Regions from separate parts of the Mus musculus genome. Here all the other regions are linked to region 5. The links are chromatin contacts, called in public Hi-C, HiChIP or PLAC-seq and promoter capture Hi-C maps. All regions are on one chromosome and are shown on one strand. Each heading gives the region's core, a stretch centred on a gene start, on an enhancer-like site or on the middle of the called end of the contact. The rest is flanking DNA. Distances are from core to core; before and after follow the strand shown.

Region 1 (2,700 bases), core at 62-2,561, 2.7 Mb before region 5:
TAGTACTTTTCAGGCAGAGGCAGGAGGATCACCAGAAGCCAGCTTGGGTCATACAGTGAAAACCTGCTTCAAGAGTCGGGTTGGCGTAGGGATACTCAGGGAAGAAAAGAGAGAGCAGAGCAGTCTCTGCAGCAGGTCTTGAACTCCCACACAGTCATGGAAGTTCAAACTGCCATGTAGCCTATAAAATCAGGGAGGCAGCCGGGCGTGGTGGCACACGCCTTTAATCCCAGCACTTGGGAGGCAGAGGCAGGTGAATTTCTGAGTTGAGGCTAGCCTGGTCTACAGAGTGAGTTCCAGGACAGCCAGGGCTACACAGAGAAACCCTGTTTCGAACCCCCCCACCCCCACCCTCCCAAAAAATCAGGGAGGCTCCTGAGACCTGATGATCGGGCCACACTCCCACTAACTCTATTACCTCAGCTGTAGGGCCCCCAGTACGGACACAGTCGGTGGCAGCAGTTAGGAGCTACGAGGAGAGCCCTGGGCAAGCTCATATCTGTGCAGGCTCACAGAAAGCTATTTTAATCTCTTTATTAGAGTCAAGGTGACACAGAGCAGAGAGGAAGCAGGCTCCCTCCTTCCCAGAGCATGTGCCTCTGCACAAAGCAGCTTCTTCATGACCTCCCTAGGATGAGAAGGAAGACAATGGGAGGTGGATGGGAGTATGACACACAGGAAGGCACAAAGGAACACATAAGTGGTGGTAACTATTATTGATTACAATATTTCAGTGATCCCAGCGCCACCTTCCACATTACCGGGTGGGGTCTTTACTCATTACAGGGGCAAATCCATACTAAAAAACTCACTGTGTGCTGGGGTGTAGCGCGATCAGCACGCACTTTATCCAGCACACAGGCAGAGGGGACAGATGAGACCGGGTATGGTTGAGGGTGCATTTTCTAAGGAGGAAACGGAAGGATAGGAAGATTAAAGATGTTGAGTTGCATACTAAGTGGGTGGTGAGGCGAGCCCTCATCTGAGCCCAATAACAGCCAATTACCCTAATTATCAACGGCGCCCCAGGACGAGGCCTAGAACTGAGCGCCTTGACCCAAGTCATCTCGCTCCGCCTCAGCAATGACCTGCCATAAGGCTCGATCACACCCCACTTCTCCACCCCGAGGCCACGGCGTGCCGCTCACCCCCGAGCCTGGGTCCGGGTCCGGGGCCCACAGCTCCGCCACCATCTCGGTGTGCAGAAACTCGAATAGCACCGCGTCCGCCATACGCCGCCTCGCGACCCTCACGCCTGGCCAACGCTTCCGGCTCCCATTGGTCAGCTCGGGAGGTAGGCCCGATCTGATTGGTGATCCTATTTAGCTCCGCCTGCTTCTTGAAAGCCAGGAGGCGGGTCCACCGAGCCCCTTCCTTGGCCGCGCTGTTAACATCTTCCGCCCTTTCTTCGCTTCCCTCCCTGCTCCCGAGTCTTCGGACATCCAATTGGCTGAGTCTCTGATTCCTGTGAGGGTCCAAGATTAAAAAAAATAAATTTACGCGTCAAACGGAATTTTCCTAAATACATAAGCAAATAAATAAATAAACCCACACTACGGAAGCGACTTGTCTAACCGCTTTCCTATTGGCCATAACTCGGCTCACGTGACGCTGCGAGAGACCGGCTCACTTCCGCCAGGCAGCGGACCCCTTGGGCTCGGAGCCTCGGAGACCCGGTATGGCCTTCCTTCCGGGACTCTGGTGTCGGTGGCTCTTGTTAAGGGTCCCCTCGGGCGGCTGTCCTTTCTGTTTGCCCTGGTGCCTATTGCGGCCAAGTGCTCGCTGGCCAGGAGGACAGTGGAGGGTGTGGCCTGTGCTGGTGGGACTCTGGGAACTCTTGGTTACAAAGCTTTTAAAACTTACTTTATTATTGTCAGTATTATTTTGAGACAAGTTCTCACTATGTATGTAATGTTGGATGGCCTGGCACTATTGAGGATCAGGCTGATCTCGAACTCACAGAGATCTTCCTGCCTCTCCTCCGGTGCTGGGAATTAAAGTCATTATTATTATTTTATATTAGTTAATGTATATATACGCGTGCGTCTCTAGCACGCGTGTAGAGCTCAGAGGACAACTGTACGGGCCTCAGTTCGCTTCTTCCACCATGTGGGTCCCTGGGTTCGAACTCTTGGCGTCAGGTTTGATTGCAAGTGCCTTTTCCCAGCTGAGCCATCTCGTGTGACCTAGTTCTAAGGCTTTGCCTGGACGGTCCTTGATGTCCCCGGTGTGCACACAAATGATACAGAGGTGCACAATTCCAACCCATGTGTACACGAGGAAACTGAGGCCCAAGTCAGGACTCGCTGGGGATGGCGGTGAAGGGGCTGGGACTCGGGACCTCACGTCCGCTCAATTCCTCTTCTCCAGCTCCGTGCCATGGAGTCATCCCAGGGTCGGCGGAGAAGGCCGGGGACAGTGGTACCTGGGGAAGCTGCGGAGACCGACTCGGAGCTGTCTGCATCCTCGTCCGAGGAGGAACTATACCTGGGTCCCTCGGGCCCTACGCGCGGCCGTCCCACGGGGCTGCGTGTGGCCGGGGAGGCGGCGGAGACCGACTCGGAGCCTGAGCCCGAGCCCACGGTTGTGCCGGTCGACCTGCCCCCGCTCGTGGTGCAGCGCGATCCGGCGGAGACTTGGGGCACGGAGGAGACCCCTGCCATGGCGCCTGCGCGCTCGCTGCTGCAGCTCCGGTTGGCT
Region 2 (2,700 bases), core at 45-2,544, 2.7 Mb before region 5:
ACTTGAAAAGAGAATGTAGGGTTTTTTTTTAAGATTTATTAATTATTATTATAATATGTAGCTGTCTTCAGATGCTGCCAGAAGAGGACACCTGTAGGTTTTAAGAGAGTATCCCATTCTGGGACAGAGCCCCATACTCTTTCAGTGAGATAGGACTAAGTCTGGTTAGACCACTTGGCCTTTTTGGTAGCCAAGACAGGCAGGCACCAGGACCCATACTTTCATGATTCAATCAACACCTATTCTGAAGCAGGACACTCTTTTCCACGGATATTTGCAGAGCACCTGTGTGCCAGGCAGTAAGGGGAAGCTGCATTCTTCTTTCTGCCTAAGTGAACTCTGTGGGAATGCAATCCATTTTTTGTACCCGGGCTGAGATCACATGCCCCTATGCAGGGCCTCAGTTTTTCCCTTTTTTTTTTTTTTTTTTTTTGGTGGGGGGTGTTCGAGACAGGGTTTCTCTGCGTAGCCCTGGCTGCCCTGGAACTCACTTGGTAGATTAGGCTGGCCTCGAACTCAGAAATCCGCCTGCCTCTGCCTCCCGAGTGCTGGGATTAAAGGCGTGCGCCACCACGCCCGGCTTAGTTTTTCCATTTTTAAACAAAGGTTGCAAAGTGGGCTGGGTACATCCCAGCGGCAGCATTCCGTAAGCCCCTTTCCTGGTACCTAGAGGCGGAGACGGGGAGGGGTGGAATACAGGTGTGCCTCCAAAGCGGCTAATAGGAAACCTCTTATGCTTTTTCTGCTTCTTTTTTCCCCTCCTCCTCCTTCTGCGTCCCTCCCTCGTCCCCCACCCCTTTCTCTCTCTTATTCTATCTCTAATTGATCCCGATCTTCCTGCCTCCGGCTGCCAAGATCTGAGATTACAGGTGTGAGCCACTACTCTTTCTTCTTTCCTTCCCCCACTCCGCCCTGCCCCGCTCCCATGCCCCTTTTCACAGGTTGTCAGGCCTCGCTTGAACTTTGACTATTCTCTTGTCTCACCTCCCGAGGGCGCCGGGGATTCCAAGCCTGGGAGCCACCATGCCCAACTTTCTGAACCTCTGTCTCGTGCTCCCCAAAGTGGGCATCTTAAATGTCCCTAACCCACAGGATGGCAGAGACCAGCCCTGGTCGCGTGCCCTGGAGAGGCCGATGAACATGTGGGGAAAGTGGAGGCGCGGGGCGGGGGCGGAACTCAGGAGCTCCGGACTCTGTGCCCATCCGGACCTCTGCTGAGGTTGCGCGGGCGGAAACTAGGCAGTCGGGGCTCGGCGCCTGCCCGGCCCTGGGCGGCGGCGGTGGCGGCGGCGCGGGTGTAGGAGCAGCGCCTGCAGGGACAGGCCTTGGTGAGTTCTCCGTGGTCGTGGGACATCTTCCCCGTCAGCCGCTCCGGGTGGCATTGGAGCTTTGGGGAAGGGACGGCCTGGAGAGAGACTGTACTCTGACGCAGGGAGGGGCGGGCGGGGTGGGAGGTGGCTGCCCCGGAGCGGATGGACATTCTTAGAATTTGAAAAGCAGGACGCTAGGAGGCCAGGAGGAATTAAAAGGAAACTGACCCGCCCGCCCACGGGTGCCGCGGAGGGAACAGATCCTGCCCTCGGGCTGCTTACGCTCAGGTGTGGCCCCATTTAGCGAATTTGCATAGGAGGTGGGAGGACTGCGGACTGTTACTTTACAATGCGAATGGAGAAATTGGCCCTATCTGCTAGCCTGGAAGCCCAGCAAGTTTCGCATCCTGGTAACTCAAGGTAGACCTAATGGTCTCCAAACTGACCCATTCCTCTTTAACTTTCTTCTTGTTGTCTGGGTTTTGTTTTGTTTTGTTTTCCCCTGAGATTATCAGGCAGAACAGTAGCCCCAGGCTGGCCTTGAACTGGCCCTGGGTAACTTTGAACTTTACATCCCGCCTTCACCTTCCAAGGGCCGAGATTAGAGGCCTGTACGAACTGCTACCAGCAGTTTATGTTAAACTGGTGAAGGATGTCCATTTCCTACTTTCGGTACAAGCACTCTACCGATTGAGCTACATCTCCAGCCTCTCCCACCCCTATAAACCCCACACCTCTCCCTATGTAGTTCAGGCTGCTGTAGAACTCTCTCTGTAGCTAAGACTGAAAGGAAAAGTACCTGCCCAGAACCTCCAGGACAAGTGCTCAGCACAAAGGAGATTCATTTGCCCCAGAAGGACAGAGAACAGGGAATTAGAGACAAAGACAGGAAATAGAGAATGAGGGAGATGGGGAAGGGAACAAGGGAGAAGGAGGAGGAGTATCCCAGAGGAACAAAGGACTGCCAATGGATAAAGAGGAGACAGACTTGACCCATAGAAAAATGGCAATTTATAAAGACACAAGGAGAAACCCTGTGTTAGGGTGAGGTGTTTAATTTTAAATAAGTGTGTTAATTAGGTGGGCCAAAGGGGGCTTTTGGTTGCTGGACTTCAATACTGTGATAATTCTACCTTGGTATTCAGCCTCAGGAGGAAGTATCCAAATAAGGGAGTAGACCTTGGTGGCTAGCTTTAGGAATGTAATCAAACACTTTTTCTCAAGGCGGAGGGAATAGGGCGCAAGGCCTGCCAGAGCCACTTTCACCACACCAGAACTGGCTAGCTTCCCTTCAAAGTCTGGCCTGCAGTCTCCATTTCCCCATGCCTCACTCCACTCTCCCTGAGGCACCAACGGTTGCCCTGTGACCAAAAGTATCCTTACCTGCTTC
Region 3 (2,700 bases), core at 159-2,658, 3.0 Mb before region 5:
TGGCCTTGAGCCCTAAGTGAGGCCTGCTGGTCCAAACTCTTAACTCTCCCTATCTACACTTGCATCTCTCAGGATCTGTCTCCAAATCTCCTCTCTCTCTCTGCATCTGGGATTCATTGGCGTTTCGTTCTTTGAGGCCTCTGGCTGGGTGCAGGGACCTGGCAAGGAGACACATTCAGAGCTCTCCTGCACCCCTAGCTATCCTGTGCCCTGCGAGTTAGGAGGCATGAGGAAGGCAGAGGGTGGCTACTTTCTGCCAAGAACCAGTCTCTGCCTTGGGCTGGGCTTTTCTCTCGCACAAAGAGTGAGTCTGGGCTCACCCTGATGGTGCAGACCTGCATCCCACCTCAGACAGGAAGATTCAGGTTCTAAGCCATCCTGGGCTACAGAACAAAGGCAAAGCCAGTCCGAACAGCTTAGTCTTAAAACGGAACGCAAAGAGGGCTGGGAGATCGCTCAAGTGCACAAGCTCCTAGGCTCCAGCATTGCAAAAAGGAAACGGCTCAGAGGGAGAAGTGCATGGCCAAGGTCACCCAAGAGGAAGTAGGACTCAGGATTCAGACCCATGCCCTAGCAACCCTGTGGCCTCTAAGGACTTCAGAGTTGGCACTAAGGGAGATGGCTGAAAGAGTCAGAAATACTAAAGGAAAGATGGGACCAGTGGGAGGGGAAGGTGCTCACAAAAGTAGAAGCGATCGCCAGACACAGCCAAGAGATTCAGAGATGGGGGATTTGGGGGAGGGGCTTAGAAGTATGGATCCCTAGCACGCAGGAGCCTCCCCCCCCCCCCACCAGCCAACAGAAACGTTTGCCGGTTATGGTGTCCCAGGCGAGATGGGAGGTAGAGGAGGGAGGATCAGGAGTTCAAGGTCATCTTCCGCTACACAGCAAATTTAAGGCTAGCCTTCGATCCATGGTCCAAGAAAAAAAGAAAGGAAGGAAGGAAGGAAGGCAGGCTGGCTGGCTGGAAAGATAGATAGATAGATAGATAGATAGATAGATAGATAGATAGATAGATAGATAGATAGACAGACAGACAAATAGATCAAGGCACAGTAGTGCAAGTGTCATTTCAGCACTCAGGAGGTTGAAACAGGAGGAACAGAAGTTCAAGACCACCCTCTACTACATAGTGAGTTCGAGACTAGCCTGGGCTACAGGAGCTCCAGTCTAACAAAGCGAGAGACAGACAGAAGATGTGAGAATCTCAAGGACTCAGACCCAGACAGAGCTCCCGGCCAGAGGCACAATGAGCAGAGTGGCGGGTGGGGACCAGGAGCTCCGCCTCCGAGACGCGGGTCCAGGAAACCCCTGGGGCGGACGGGTGGCCCCGGGGGCCCGGGGGCGGGGAGGCGGGAGGCGGGCGCCGCCCCGACTGACAAAAGTCCCTTCAGTTCAGTCGGCGGCAGGGGAAGTCCCGCTGCCCGGCGAGACCGCCTTCCCGTGCCGAGCTCGCCGCACGCCCCGGCGTCTCCGGGCGGCCCGATGCCCCGATGCCCCGCGGGGGCCATGGACGAGGGGCCCGTGGACCTGCGCACCCGGCCCAAGGGCACCCCGGGCGCCGCGCTGCCACTCCGCAAACGCCCGCTGCGCCCCGCGTCCCCAGAGCCCGCAACCACGCGCAGCCCCGCTGGACCCCTGGACGCCCTGCGCAGCGGCTGCGACGTCCCGGTTGTCCCTGGGCCCCCCCACTGTGTGGCCAGGCCGGAGGCCCTTTACTACCAGGGTGAGTGGCCTCCCCCATGAAAGTCAGGGCCGGGTGGGGGCCACCTAAGGTCAGCAGAACACAGGACACAAATAGTTGGGGTTCCTGGTAGCTGGGACTCCAGGGTGCAAGTTGATGACCCAAAGACAGCTAGGAAAGAGGTTGAGAGGCCCTGGAGCTCAGCCATGGGCGTGCCAAGAAGTTCACCCAGGCAGGTGCCCAAGGGTCAAATGGCCTTGGGGAATGGGGGTCAGAAGACAGCGTCCAGTGTCGCAGATATGGGATCCCAAGACACTCCAGAGACGCAGAATATCTGGTTGGGAGAGACCAGATGTTCAGAACTATGAATAATCGTCACTCGGACCTTGGAAACTGGGGTTCTGGTAAGCAGATATGGGGAGATGAATAGAAATGGACCCAGGATCCAAGGAGGCTGATACGGTAGGTTAAAATCCTGGGAACCGAGGTCTTAGGGCGATAGTGACTGCATTCTGCAGGCTAGTTGTGAGCACTCACAAGTGTCCCTGGGTCAGGTGGCCCTAGGGGCAGGCTTGGGGACTGAGGGTTCTAAGAGAGGGAACACAAGGAATTTAGAAACTGAAGGGCTTCGGTCCAAGGAGAGGGATTCGGGGACCTGGGAAGGGGGGACTTTAGAAAGGGAACCCCAGAGCTGGTCAGACAGCAAGAAACCGGATACCTTTCTCTTCAACTTTTATATCCAGGAAGGGACATCCACCTGCAGTAGGCACATTACTATCTGCTAAATACCCCAGCGCTGCTGAGGTCTCTGGGCCCTCCAGGTTCTTCAGCTACTACCTATCATGCTCCAGCAGGAGGACACTATGTAACAAGAGACCTTCTCCATCTGATGAGAACCCTGCCCTCCATTTCCCCATCTGTGCAATGACCCTTCCCAACGTTGTCATCCAAAAGGGTTCTAAAGGACAAGTTTTCTGACAGCCCCAACTCCCCAGATCCCCTACACCCAGATATTA
Region 4 (2,700 bases), core at 186-2,685, 2.8 Mb before region 5:
CTTTTTGTAACTGATATAATTCACTAACTTTGTAGCTAACAATTTGAGAGATTTTGTATCTAATGTAAAATCATGGTGTTCTTGTGCTGTGCCATGAAACAAACGTTCGTGAACCCCAAAAAGACCACCAAGGAGCCAAATCCAAAGCAATTGCATTAGGATCTTTTTATTCAAGCTCTTGTTGCGGTGTAGCCTAGAACTAGTGCTAGGTACCGGCCTGTTAGTTTACTTGAGTTCAATCTTAAGTCAGATTCTCTGAGATGGAGTCTGAACCCAAAGGAATTGGTCTCTCACTTGTTTAATGTGCTGAGACATAACCTGTAATCCCCGATAGCACTCCTAGCACTCCTGAGGATGAGGCTAGAAGATGCCGCAAGTTCTATGCTTGCCACAGCCAGGGCTTCATTTCAAGACCTTTCCCTTTACCCATCAAAACGAACAAACAAAAGGAGAAAATAGGATTATTACTCTCATGTATGTTATGTTTTAATCCCAGTATTCTGGAGGCTGAGGCAGGAGGATCAGGAGTTGAGGCCGGCCTGGGCTACAGAATGAGATCCTGTCTTTGTGTTTAAAGATTCGAGGTTTGCAAGAAAGCACAGACCCCTAATGGAAGACGAGTGCTAAACTAAGCGGCCTAAAAGCGGCTAAGGTCCGGGATGAAGGTGGCTCAGCGGCTAAGAGCATATCTGCTCTTCCAGAGGTCCCGAGTTTACTTCCGAGCAACCACACGGTGGCTCACAACCATCTATAAGGTGATCTGATGCCCTCTGCTGACATAAAGATACAGTGCTCGTGTACATAAAACAAATAAACGAGTCTTTATTTGAAAAAAGTGACTAGGGTCCCATTTCCAGGTGTGGTGTCCGTAAGAAAGCAGATACGGCCTAAGGATGAACTACAGTCTCCGAGGGTTGATGACGAAAGCTTAAGACAAGGAAATCGCATCAGAAGCGAAAAGAACAAAGTAATGACCACCCCTTAGGTCGAAAATCCGCAGCCAGAGAGGGGTTTTCTCTTCAAGAGGGGCGTGGCTCTAGCGAATCGCTACGGTGGCCGGAAAAGCTCCGAAACCATCGACTTTGTAAAACCCGAGAAGAAACGGCCATCCGAACTGCGGTGGAATTGCTTGGGAAGACCATACAATCAAAAAAATAACCATCCACCTTGGCCGAGTGTAACAAGTAGAACCCATGAAAAGAGCATTTCCTGCTATAGAAAGTTCAAGCACTCGGAGAAGTCACTCCCTGCTAGACCAAAACAACCAAATTGCGGTGAAAGGGGCGGACGTCGAGTACGGTGGCCTAGTTGGTCCTTCAAGAGGGCGTGGCTTGAGGCGCTCCATTCTGATACGGAAGCCTGGTGGGGACGGGTTAAGCGTAAAATCTCGCGCGATCGCGCTGGCGCCGTCGGGGACGGGGCGGGGCTGGCGGCGGGGGCGGGGACCCGGAGCAGGAAGATGGCGGCGGCGCAGGAGGCGGACGGGGCCGGCAGCGCCGTGGTGGCGGCCGGGGGAGGCAGCTCTGGTCAGGTACGGAGGCCGAGAGGTGCCTGAGGGGGCTCTTCCCCAGCGGGGGGCACCCCTGCAGGGAGTGTCTTGTCCTTTTTGGAGGAACCCGGTGCACCGGGGGCTCCATGCCCCAGAGGGACCTTGAATATTGGGCCCTGGCGGCGCCCGGCCGCCCAGGAGGCCGGACGGTGGCGGGAACCCGGCCCTGTTGCGCGCCGGGTCTCCTGCAGGCTCGCGCCGGGCGTCCAGCGGACTCCTTGCTCGAGCGGAGGAGAGGGTGGCGCGGAGGGGCGCAGACTCGGTCCTCGACTGTGTGGTTCCAGCCTCCAGCACTGTTTCTAGAGAGGGCTGGTGTTCCTGGTCCGCTCCGCAGTGCCCGAGATCGGGGGCAGTGGTTGGTTAATTGAGAGTTTTCAAGCTCAGGGCAAATACGGTAATTGTGGTGGGTAGAGGGCATGGGCTGCGGAGGCCGACCGACCCATTTCACAGACAAGGATCCGAGGGACGACAAGACGAAGGCGCTTGTAGAAGGTCACCCAGGTTAGTTTTGGTGTCCGTTCTAGGAAAAAGCTGACTGTGGGTGGTCTGGGCTGAGATGGGCGCTGTTTTAGCCCAAGCTGATCAAATAAATAGAGAAATAATTGATCCAGGCGCGTTTGCCTCCCAACCCATTACCACCTCAAATAAACTGAGACCTCAGAGCATAGCAGTTCACTCAGGCACCGTGCAGGCTTCTGCTGGAATTGATGGAGTGGAAGCAAGGTGCTGTCGACCCACCCACTGGGATGTCACTGCCGTGTAGGAGGCAGCTCAGGGGTGAGGAGTACCGACTGGGAGGGGTGCATGTAGCTGACTGGATGTGACCTTGGACAAGTTTTCTTCCTTTGGGTCTTTATTTCCCCAGTGGTTAATGGAGGACTTGGGCGAGAGGGCCAGCCTTATGGCTATAAAGATGTCTCCAGTCATGTCCCTGCAGTGAGGGGAGTGGGAGAGGAGATGGTAGCGTAAACAGACTCGGGAAGTGACAGAAGTCGGGATGAGGGGCTGTAGGGTCTCAAAGGAGGGGGACAGATACACTCAAGTGATGAGGTAGAACCCACCTTTTCTGACTGAGTCTTTCTGGCATTTCCAACCAGACCTTGGGTGCACACAGCTCAGGAAATTGCTGGTTTATCCCTGCTGTGGTGAAT
Region 5 (2,708 bases), core at 22-2,521:
GGCCCATCAGAAGAGCTCTTCCTGATCAGCTGCTCCCACTTGCCCCTTCCTCCCAACTCCACACCTGGTAGGCCCCTCCCTTCCTCCCTGCTCGCTGCAGAAAACAACAAGCAGCGACAGGCAATTTGGGGAGGCCTCTGGGCACCCCACCCCTATCCGGGCCTCTCTGAAACCGGTGGTGGAGTGAGGACACGACTAGGGTGTAGTGCCCCTCCTCGTCTGTCACCTAGGCCCCTCTCTGGCCTCCCAACAATCTCAGGCCACCTCCAAAGCCTCCTCCTTTATCATGAGAGCCCCCTATGCCCTCACCTTCTGGTCCACGATAGAACAGGCTAGTTGCTTCACATGAGCCAACTCTGAGGCAGCCGGCAACAGCACGAACTCTCGGGTCAATCCGATCTGGATATGGAAGGAGACCCCCGAACCCGGAGCCGGGATCTGAGGCAGCAGAGGTGGCGGCGACTGGAGATCCAAGCCACCGGGGGGCGGAGGAGACCCGGGCCCCGGAGAGCCGGGGAGTCCTGCGGGATGGGAGGGGGCGGCGGCCATGGGGGCCAGATCCAGATCTGCCGCCCAAAGCTCACCAAGGACCCTGGGACCTAGATCCGAGAGCTCTCTTGCGGTGGTGGTAAGAACGCAGGCATTTGAGAGAGAAATCTGTCAGGTTGAGAGACGCGAGGATGGCGGGATCCTGGGCAATGAGAGAAAAGGCATCTAGTGGGTCACACGCCGGGAGTCAAGAGAGCAGAGTTCAGAAAGAAAAACAGTGGTTTGGGGAAGGGTACCCAGAGATTGGAAGGTTGGAAGAAACCAGGAAAGAAAGTCGGGTAGGGCAGGGTCCCTGGAATCAAAAGACACTGCGATCCAAGGCCCCTGGAGAAAGAAGGCTGAGAGCAAAGCAGAGGGAATGCCAGGATCCGGTGGGTTTGACGGCAGGACCAAAGTCAGGGCAGGCCTGAAGATGCTCTGCCTTGGGGGTAGAAAACGGGAGTCTGACCAGGGATCTAGTGGATCGTAGGAACCCGACTGGCTCGGGGATGAGGAGGGGTTGCCAGGGCCAGGGCTGAAAGAAGAGACTCTCACAGGTCGTGAAAGTCGGAGGAAAGTTGGATCAGGGGCGGCGGAGGAGGGAGCGTTACCGAAGGCGGGGCGGGTCGGGGACAAGGGAGGGTCGCACAGCGCGGGTAGCTCTATTTTTCCCCCTTCAAAGTTTAAGTCGGCAGCGGCGGCCCAGAAGGAAGTCTCAGGAGCGATGGCACAGCTGGCCAATCAAAGCAGGGCACCGTGACATCACAGGGCGGGCCTTACTGGGACGGAAGGGGAAGGCGGGACCCCGCACCAGGGAGTTGGGGGGAATTTGGTGGCTGGGGGTAGGAGGGCGGAAGGGTCAGCGTTTCCTCTGCACAGTCCAGCCTGGAAAGTTGACTTTTCGCCGCAGTTCACCGCGGCACGCGAGAGGGGCAGGCGCTTTGTCATTGAAGGAGTGAGCTGTCAGACTGGCACGCATCCGGCGCCCACCGCAGGGAAAGGGTCGGAAATCGTTGTCAAGTCCGGTGGCTTTACAGTTTCTGCTACTCAACCTGCCCCCAACACACACACACACACACACACACACACACACACACACACACACACACACACACACACACACACAAAAGCGCGCGTCCCCAGCTCAAAAGCCCAGTATATAAGGTGGGAAGTCGAGGAGGCCTTAGGATGCACAAGAGAGCTTAATTTCAGGTTTCTCTCCAGAGAGTTGAGGGTACAAAGCCTGTCCCTCCAACCAAGGTGGCATGACAAAGGACACCACCACTTGATAGACCTCCTGTGAGACCAAGTGCCGACATCTTTCTGGCTGTGTGACTTCTCCACTGTGAGCCTTAGTTTTTCTGTCATGAGGCCGAAATACAGGTGGTGCCTGGACACTGCTAAAGTTGAGTTGATGTGGCTGCCTTTGATTTTGCAGAGGAAAGGGAAGGCACTGAAAACATCCAGGGGTGTCTGGGTGGGTGTGTTAACGGAATCATCCAACATGTGGCTGGTGAGATGGCCAGGTGGGGAAAGGCATTTGAAGCCAAGCTCACTGGCCTGAGTTCAATCCTGTACACTCACATAGTCAAAGGAGAACCAGCTGAGCTACTGTGGGTTGTCCTGACCTCCACCCTTCTCTGAAATAAACAGTAGTGCAATAACAGGAAATCTAAAAAGCTAACATCAACTGAGAGCCTGTGAGTCTGTGTAGTCAACTCTAACTCCATCAAGAGCCGTTCTGACTTTTACTCCAGTAGTCAGGCAGTGGCTACCAATTAGTTTTCACATCCAGGTAGCTGGAGCTTTAAGAGAGCAGCAACTTGTCCACAAGGGCCCCCCCTTACTGGTTCAGCGCTGCTGGGGGCAGCTGAGGTGGGTACAGTGCTGGCTGTCACCACATCCGGGGGCAGAGGCTGGGGAAGGAAGTCTGAGGCTGGAGTGAAAACCCAAACTACCACCTGGGGAAGTTGCAAAGAGGGACAGGGGGAGGCAAGGCCACGTGGAGCTCACAGCCTGGCTAATGAGTGTCCCCTAAAAACCACATGCCTACATGTACCTTCTAGACAGGCATGTCCCCAGCATGTTTGACTGCCTGCTTCTGGGACTCACGGCCCCCTTTACCCCGTGACCCTGGGGCAGGTCTAGAAGGCGGGGGTTGTGGAACATGCTGTGCCTGC
Region 6 (2,700 bases), core at 40-2,539, 3.0 Mb before region 5:
TAGAAACAGAACCTTGCTTTGTAGCCCAGGCTGGACCATAATTCAACATCTTTGTTCTCTTCTTCCTGAATAATTAGGTTTAAAATTATCTGAAAACACATTCAACTTCAATTTTTTATGTTTGTTTGTTTGTTTGTTTTGGAGACAGGATTTCTCTGTGTAACTCTGGCTTACCTGGAACTCTCAATGTGTAGACCAGGCTGGCTCTAAATCAGAAATTAGTCTCCCTCTGACTCCATCGTGCTGGGATTTTTTTTTTTTAATAATAAAAGATATTGTACCAGGCATGCCCCGTGCCTTTAGTCCAAGCATTTGGGAGGCAGAGGCAGACAGATCTCTGTGAGCTTGATGCCAGCCTGGTCTACAGAGAGAGTTCCAGGACGCCCAGGGTTGTATGGTGAGATACTGTCTAAAAAAACAAAGCTAGAACAACAAAGTGTGTGTGTGTGTGTGTGTGTGTGTGTGTGTGTGTGTGTGTGTGCTTACCCAGGGTGTCTTCAGAGGACAGAGGCTTCAGATCTCCTGGATCTGGAGTTTTTGCCAAACAGGGAGGGAGAGGAAGGGAGAGGAAGGGAGAAGGAGAGAGTGAGAGAGCAGGCAGGCTGAGGAGTCAGTACCGGGCCTAGCTGGGGTGGTGGCTGGCTTGCTGGATGCCCTGGGTGCCCTGGGGCAGAGAGAACCGTGTCCACGGCGCCCTCTGGTGGCTGTCTGAAGCATAATCAGGGCGGACCTACAGGTCTGGCAGGTTGGGGTGCAAACCTGCCCGGCAGCCACTTCCTGCAGCCCTGTGCATTCCTGAACGCCACTTTCCGCCACACCCCTTTCACCTCTTTTGAAAATCTGGGTACTTAAACTGTAACTAAATTTCCCTTACCTGCCACGGGAGCCCGAACTCCGGTGGTTCTAGTACCTTACCTCGGGGACATAGAGTAACTACTTGACTTTCTGTTCTTAGAAGACTCAGCTCTCTGACTCCCCTATGAAGAAAGACTGACAGCTTCAGCCACAATTCATGAAAGGGTGCCTTGTCCCAGAGCCCTACTTGCGGAACCACCTCTTTTCTCAACACCAATAAATCCAGACTCTAGCCCTCCTCTCTCAGACCCAGGGGTCTAGTCCCAGCTCTCCTCCCTCAGACTCTACAGGCGTCCAGCTTCAGCCGTCCTCCCTCAGACTCTCCAGGCCGGCCCCTTTTACCTACAGTCCCCTCCTGGTCCTCCAGGACCTGCCCCCTGCTCCCTCTTGGTCCCGCCCCTACCTGGAGCCTTTCCCCGCCACACCCCTCCGTCCCAGTCCCAAGCCACCCGAGGGACCCATGGCTGCGGCGGCAGCCCCGCGAGGGTGGCAGCGGGGCGAGCCACGCGCGCTTAGCCGGGCGGTGAAGTTGCTCCAGCGCCTAGAAGAGCAATGCAGGGATCCCAGGATGGTCACGGGGCCCCCGTCCCTGCGGGACCTGCTGCCCCGCACCGCGCAGCTACTTGGAGAGGTGGCAAAGGCCCGGCGCGAGGCCAGGGAAGACCCCGAGGGTCCCGGTGGCGCCGATGACTTTCTGGCCATCTACCTGGCCAATCTGGAGGTCAAAGGCAGGCAGGTGGCGGAGCTCCTGCCACCCCGAGGCAAAAAGGACGTGAACCAGGATGTTTTCCGGGAGGGCTCCAGATTCAGGTGAGCGCTAACCTACCTCAGAGACAAGTCACAAACTAGTGATTTCCGGATTGTGTGCCACCAGCCGCCTGTTCCCTCAGACCCAGGGGTCCAGGTTCCACCCTCCTCCTTCAGACCCAGAAGTACAAGCTTCAACTCTCCTCAATCAGACCCAAAAGTCAAGACCCTTTATTCCATCAGACCCAGGAGTACAGGTCCAGCCTTCCTCCCCATTATTCCCCCCTTTAAGCACCCTTGCCTCCAGGCCCCCTTTCTTCCTTTTGTAGATCAGCTTGAACCTGGGGTGCAGGCGTGTGTCTCTCCTAGAAGAGCAAACTTCAGCTGGGCAGTGGTGGCGCACGCCTTCAATCCCACTGGGAGACAGAGGCAGACGAATTTCTGAGTTCGAGGCCAGCCTGGTCTACAAAGAGTTCCAGGACAGCCAGGGCTACACAGAGAAACCCTGTCTCGGAACAACAACAAAAAATAAAAGAGCAAACTTCCTGTTGGGGAGGCAGGATGAGTTGGACCCACCTGTCCAGCCTGAGAAACAGGCCAGCCCCCACTCCCACCTCCACTTCCACCTGTCTGGGTTCCAGCAAAGATGTCTGTTCCAAGGATCTTAGACGTGCCTGCCCTCTGGCTTGTGGGACAACTGCATAGAACTGGAGCTGGAACCCAGAGCAAGGTCTAAACTGGTGATTTGGGTCTGGCTCCCTAGCCTTGTTGTGACTTGCCTGAATAAATAAATATATATATCACATATATATATATAGTATAATATATAGAGACACACATGTGCATATATATGTGTATATATATGTATGTATGTGTGTGTGTATATATAATGAAAATACATATCTCTTTTTTCTTTCTTTCTTCCTTTCTTTCTTCCTTTCTTTTTTTCTTTCTTATGTAGTTCCAGCTGGCCTTTAAACTCGATCTGTAGACCAGGCTGGCCTCAAACTCACAGAGATCCACCTCCCTCTGCCTCCTGAGTACTGGGGTCAAAGGGCTCTGGCACCACAATCAGCCCAGAGTAATAAACTGGTTCTC
Region 7 (2,754 bases), core at 43-2,542, 2.8 Mb before region 5:
GAACTGAATGACTAGCAGTTTTAGAACCTTAGCTGTGTGCTTCCCGTACCCTACCTGTGGCACAGGAAGCCCTTGTTGCTAAGAGTAGGATGACACTGGAAGCACCAAGCACTGGGCAGAGTAAGGGGGAAATCTGTTACATTATTCAGATGGGCGCTTGAGGACTGAGCAGGACTCCTTTCAAGAAGCAAAAGGGTCAGGCCTGGTGCCCACAGGGACTGGAAGCTAGCTAGCGCCGAGTTGGCCCCAGAGATGTCGCAACCCAGCCAGGGTCGAGAATCTGTTCCACCCCTTTCACAACCATCCCCCTGTTGTCGTCGTCCCCACCCCCACCCCCGCCCCAACTGACACGTGGGTTGCAGGGGCACCAGGCCAGCCAACCTAGAGTCTGGGCCCCTTAGCCACCAGCTGCCAGGGGGTCACTGTCGGTCAATGACAGCTCTGGGGGAGGGGGGGAGAAGGGCCTTGGACTCTAGCCTGAGAGAAAGGATGTTGTGGAAGGAGGGGGCAGGGAGGCAAGTTTAGGGCCTGCAGGGGCCTAGGAGGCCCCACAAGACCTAAAAACGGGGGAAGGGGGGTTGTGCCAGTTAGGGGACACTATGGAGCTCTGCAAGCTAAGAGGCTCTTAGCTTCTTTGCAGTTTTGACTAGCTGAAGAGGCAACTTCTAAGGAAGGGAGATGAGGGGATGCCAAGATCCCAGAGAGCATCCGAGGAGGTCTGAGGGTGTGCAGATGCAAAGGCATTGGAGGTGAAGGGAGCCAGGGTGCAGCATCCGGGACAGAATGTGAGCTGAGGCTCCTGGTCAAGGAGAAGGTAGAGAAGAGCTAACCTGAGGATGCAGTGTGAGCTAGGGGTGAGATGGGGGTGAGGGGAGTTGTTTGTAAGACCCCCCCCCTTAAGGTGGGACAGCCTCAGAGAGAGAGTGAGTAGGCAGAGCAGCCAAGGCTGGGTGGAGATCAATGAGATTTGGAAGTGAGGATGCTGACCAGTGACGAGCCTTGGGCCTAAATAAAAAGCCTGGATGTGGGATCTGCCTCCCAGTATCGACCAGAATGACAGAAGAGAGTGGGCTGGTTGTGTTGGTGTTGGTGCATGCCTGTAATCCCAGCAACTCACTAGAGAGGCAGAGGCAGGAGCATCACAAATTCCAGGCCAGCCAAAAAGCCTATGTAAAAAAAAAAAAAAGAGAAAAAAGAAAAAAGAAAAAGTAGGTGGACACAGAGACAAGGGGGAGGCTCAGGGGGAGGGCGACCAGCTTGCTCCGCCCCCTCCCCAACCGGTTAAACCTCTGTGCAGGATCCTCCCACCGCCATGGGCCTCCTGAGAGATCCTTAGATCCAGGTTAGTGCATAGGAAAGTGTCCCCCCACTACCTACAGCTAAGGGATTGGGGTGGTGGGATCATGGTGGAGGGCGGTGGTGAATACTAGCGATGTCCCCCGCTACCCGTGCGTCTGCCTCCAGGGTGCCCCTCCAACCAGGATGAGGCTCTTCATCGCTCTTCCTGTCCTGATTGTGGTCGTAGCCATGACCTTGGAAGGTAAGAAAGAGCCTTGGAAGGTAAGAAAGAGGCTTGGAAGTGTGAAGTTGGCCTTGTGCCTGCGGCCCAGGCTTAGAAGACCCTCGAGGAGGGCTCTGAGGTCCCTTTCTGTGTCATCATTCCACTACCGCCCTCCCATCGTCCCCCATCCCACCTGCCAGGTGCCTTATTTTTGTGTCAAAGTGGGTGCTGAAGGAGGCAACTCTGTCCAGAAAAGACGCAGTAACCAATGACCTAGGATACCACCCTTTGGAATTGGCTAATCTTCCTAGAAGGGGCGGAGCGTAAAAACAAGGAGGTGAGAGGTGCAGTAAAATCAAGTGTCCAATACCCTCCCCCATGCTAATGAGTTTGCTCGCAACCCTCTCGCGGCAGGCCCAGCCCCCGCCCAGGCGGCCCCGGATTTGTCCGGAACATTGGAGAGCATACCGGATAAACTGAAGGAGTTTGGGAACACTTTGGAAGACAAGGCCCGGGCAGCCATTGAACATATCAAACAGAAGGAAATTTTGACCAAGACCCGGTTAGGACCTTTCAGGGCACGGGCGGGTGGTGTGTGTGTGTGTGCGTGCGCGCGCGCCCGTGTGTAAAAGCCCTAGCAGACAGTTCCACACTGACACAATGGGGAAACTGCACCAGAGTGTTTGACACTTTCCCTGAAGTCATAGAACTGTATCTGAAGTCATTGAACTGGATGTCAAAGTGCTCGTAGTGTGGAGACAGGCGGTGTAACTCCCAGCCAACTGTTAGAGATGTTTCCAAGTCCTAGTGAAGGGCCAAGCTAGGCGGCTGACTGGTTAGGACAGACCCTGACCCCTCCCTGTGTACTCTTGAGACAGGTCATGACTTGAGTCTCCGAGACAGAGAAAGAATGTAGGAGAGTTGGGGCAGGGGCACAGCAGAAGCTGTACAGGCCTGGGCTCTGCAGTTTACACTGGCCAAAGAGAGATTAGGGCATGCTGGGTTAAGAACTAGCCAGGCAGTGGTGGCGCACACCTTTGATCCCAGTATTCATGAGGCAGAGGCAGGCAGATCTCTTTGAGGCCAGCCTGATTGGAGCTAGTTCTAGGAAAGCCAGGGCTACACAGAGAAACCCTGTCTCAACACCACCACCACCCCCCAAAAAAAAGGGCCCAGCAAAGAACAGAAATAGGAGTTTGAGACCAGCCTGGGCTATAGGCAAGGTTCTGCCTCAAATTGAAAACAACAACAAA

The links. Promoter capture Hi-C pulls out the DNA fragments that hold promoters and counts their contacts. Hi-C and Micro-C count contacts between places; a contact is called where the count stands out from the background. HiChIP or PLAC-seq counts read pairs in DNA pulled down with a chosen protein or histone mark. Capture Hi-C pulls out chosen DNA fragments and counts their contacts.
Region 1: a contact with region 5 is called in a promoter capture Hi-C map of liver, with 2.7 times the contacts expected there. The contact joins the promoter of Trappc6a here to the promoter of Prkd2 in region 5. A contact is called at or near these places in 2 of 39 promoter capture datasets (embryonic stem cells and hippocampal neurons), 1 of 484 Hi-C or Micro-C datasets (CD4 T cells) and 1 of 9 other capture datasets (liver).
Region 2: a promoter capture Hi-C map of embryonic stem cells shows a contact between it and region 5, with 4 times the contacts expected there. The contact joins the promoter of Gemin7 here to the promoter of Prkd2 in region 5. A contact is called at or near these places in 4 of 39 promoter capture datasets (embryonic stem cells, frontonasal cranial neural crest, hippocampal neurons and 1 more) and 2 of 115 datasets of contacts at active chromatin or transcription factors (embryonic forebrain and pro-B cells).
Region 3: a Hi-C map of B cells shows a contact between it and region 5, with 7 read pairs. The contact joins the promoter of Bcl3 here to the promoter of Prkd2 in region 5. A contact is called at or near these places in 1 of 39 promoter capture datasets (liver), 1 of 484 Hi-C or Micro-C datasets (B cells) and 2 of 9 other capture datasets (adipose tissue and liver).
Region 4: a Hi-C map of B cells shows a contact between it and region 5, with 6 read pairs. The contact joins the promoter of Clptm1 here to the promoter of Prkd2 in region 5. A contact is called at or near these places in 1 of 484 Hi-C or Micro-C datasets (B cells) and 1 of 115 datasets of contacts at active chromatin or transcription factors (astrocytes).
Region 6: a promoter capture Hi-C map of liver shows a contact between it and region 5, with 3 times the contacts expected there. The contact joins the promoter of Cblc here to the promoter of Prkd2 in region 5. A contact is called at or near these places in 1 of 39 promoter capture datasets (liver) and 1 of 9 other capture datasets (liver).
Region 7: a contact with region 5 is called in an H3K27ac HiChIP or PLAC-seq map of embryonic stem cells, with 8 times the contacts expected there. The contact joins the promoter of Apoc1 here to the promoter of Prkd2 in region 5. A contact is called at or near these places in 2 of 39 promoter capture datasets (embryonic stem cells and hippocampal neurons) and 2 of 115 datasets of contacts at active chromatin or transcription factors (both in embryonic stem cells).

The regions. Positions count from the first base shown.
Region 1 is chr7:19,507,281-19,509,980 of GRCm38.p6, reverse strand. Trappc6a (trafficking protein particle complex 6A) reads right to left here and starts at 1,311. Exons shown (of 6, transcript NM_025960.4): 1 at 1,149-1,311. The coding sequence starts at 1,232. Bloc1s3 (biogenesis of lysosomal organelles complex-1, subunit 3) reads left to right here and starts at 1,611. Exons shown (of 2, transcript NM_177692.4): 1 at 1,611-1,676; 2 at 2,371-2,700. The coding sequence starts at 2,380.
Region 2 is chr7:19,571,937-19,574,636 of GRCm38.p6, reverse strand. It overlaps Gemin7 (gem nuclear organelle associated protein 7), which reads left to right and starts at 1,294. Exons shown (of 2, transcript NM_027189.2): 1 at 1,294-1,328.
Region 3 is chr7:19,821,463-19,824,162 of GRCm38.p6, reverse strand. It overlaps Bcl3 (B cell leukemia/lymphoma 3), which reads left to right and starts at 1,408. Exons shown (of 9, transcript NM_033601.3): 1 at 1,408-1,726. The coding sequence starts at 1,486.
Region 4 is chr7:19,663,765-19,666,464 of GRCm38.p6, reverse strand. Clptm1 (cleft lip and palate associated transmembrane protein 1) reads left to right here and starts at 1,435. Exons shown (of 14, transcript NM_019649.2): 1 at 1,435-1,531. The coding sequence starts at 1,460.
Region 5 is chr7:16,841,465-16,844,172 of GRCm38.p6, reverse strand. Prkd2 (protein kinase D2) reads right to left here and starts at 1,271. Exons shown (of 19, transcript NM_001252458.1): 1 at 1,140-1,271; 2 at 310-691. The coding sequence starts at 549.
Region 6 is chr7:19,795,398-19,798,097 of GRCm38.p6, reverse strand. It overlaps Cblc (Casitas B-lineage lymphoma c), which reads left to right and starts at 1,289. Exons shown (of 12, transcript NM_023224.5): 1 at 1,289-1,665. The coding sequence starts at 1,316.
Region 7 is chr7:19,691,197-19,693,950 of GRCm38.p6, reverse strand. Apoc1 (apolipoprotein C-I) reads left to right here and starts at 1,292. Exons shown (of 4, transcript NM_001110009.2): 1 at 1,292-1,342; 2 at 1,465-1,540; 3 at 1,916-2,063. The coding sequence starts at 1,483.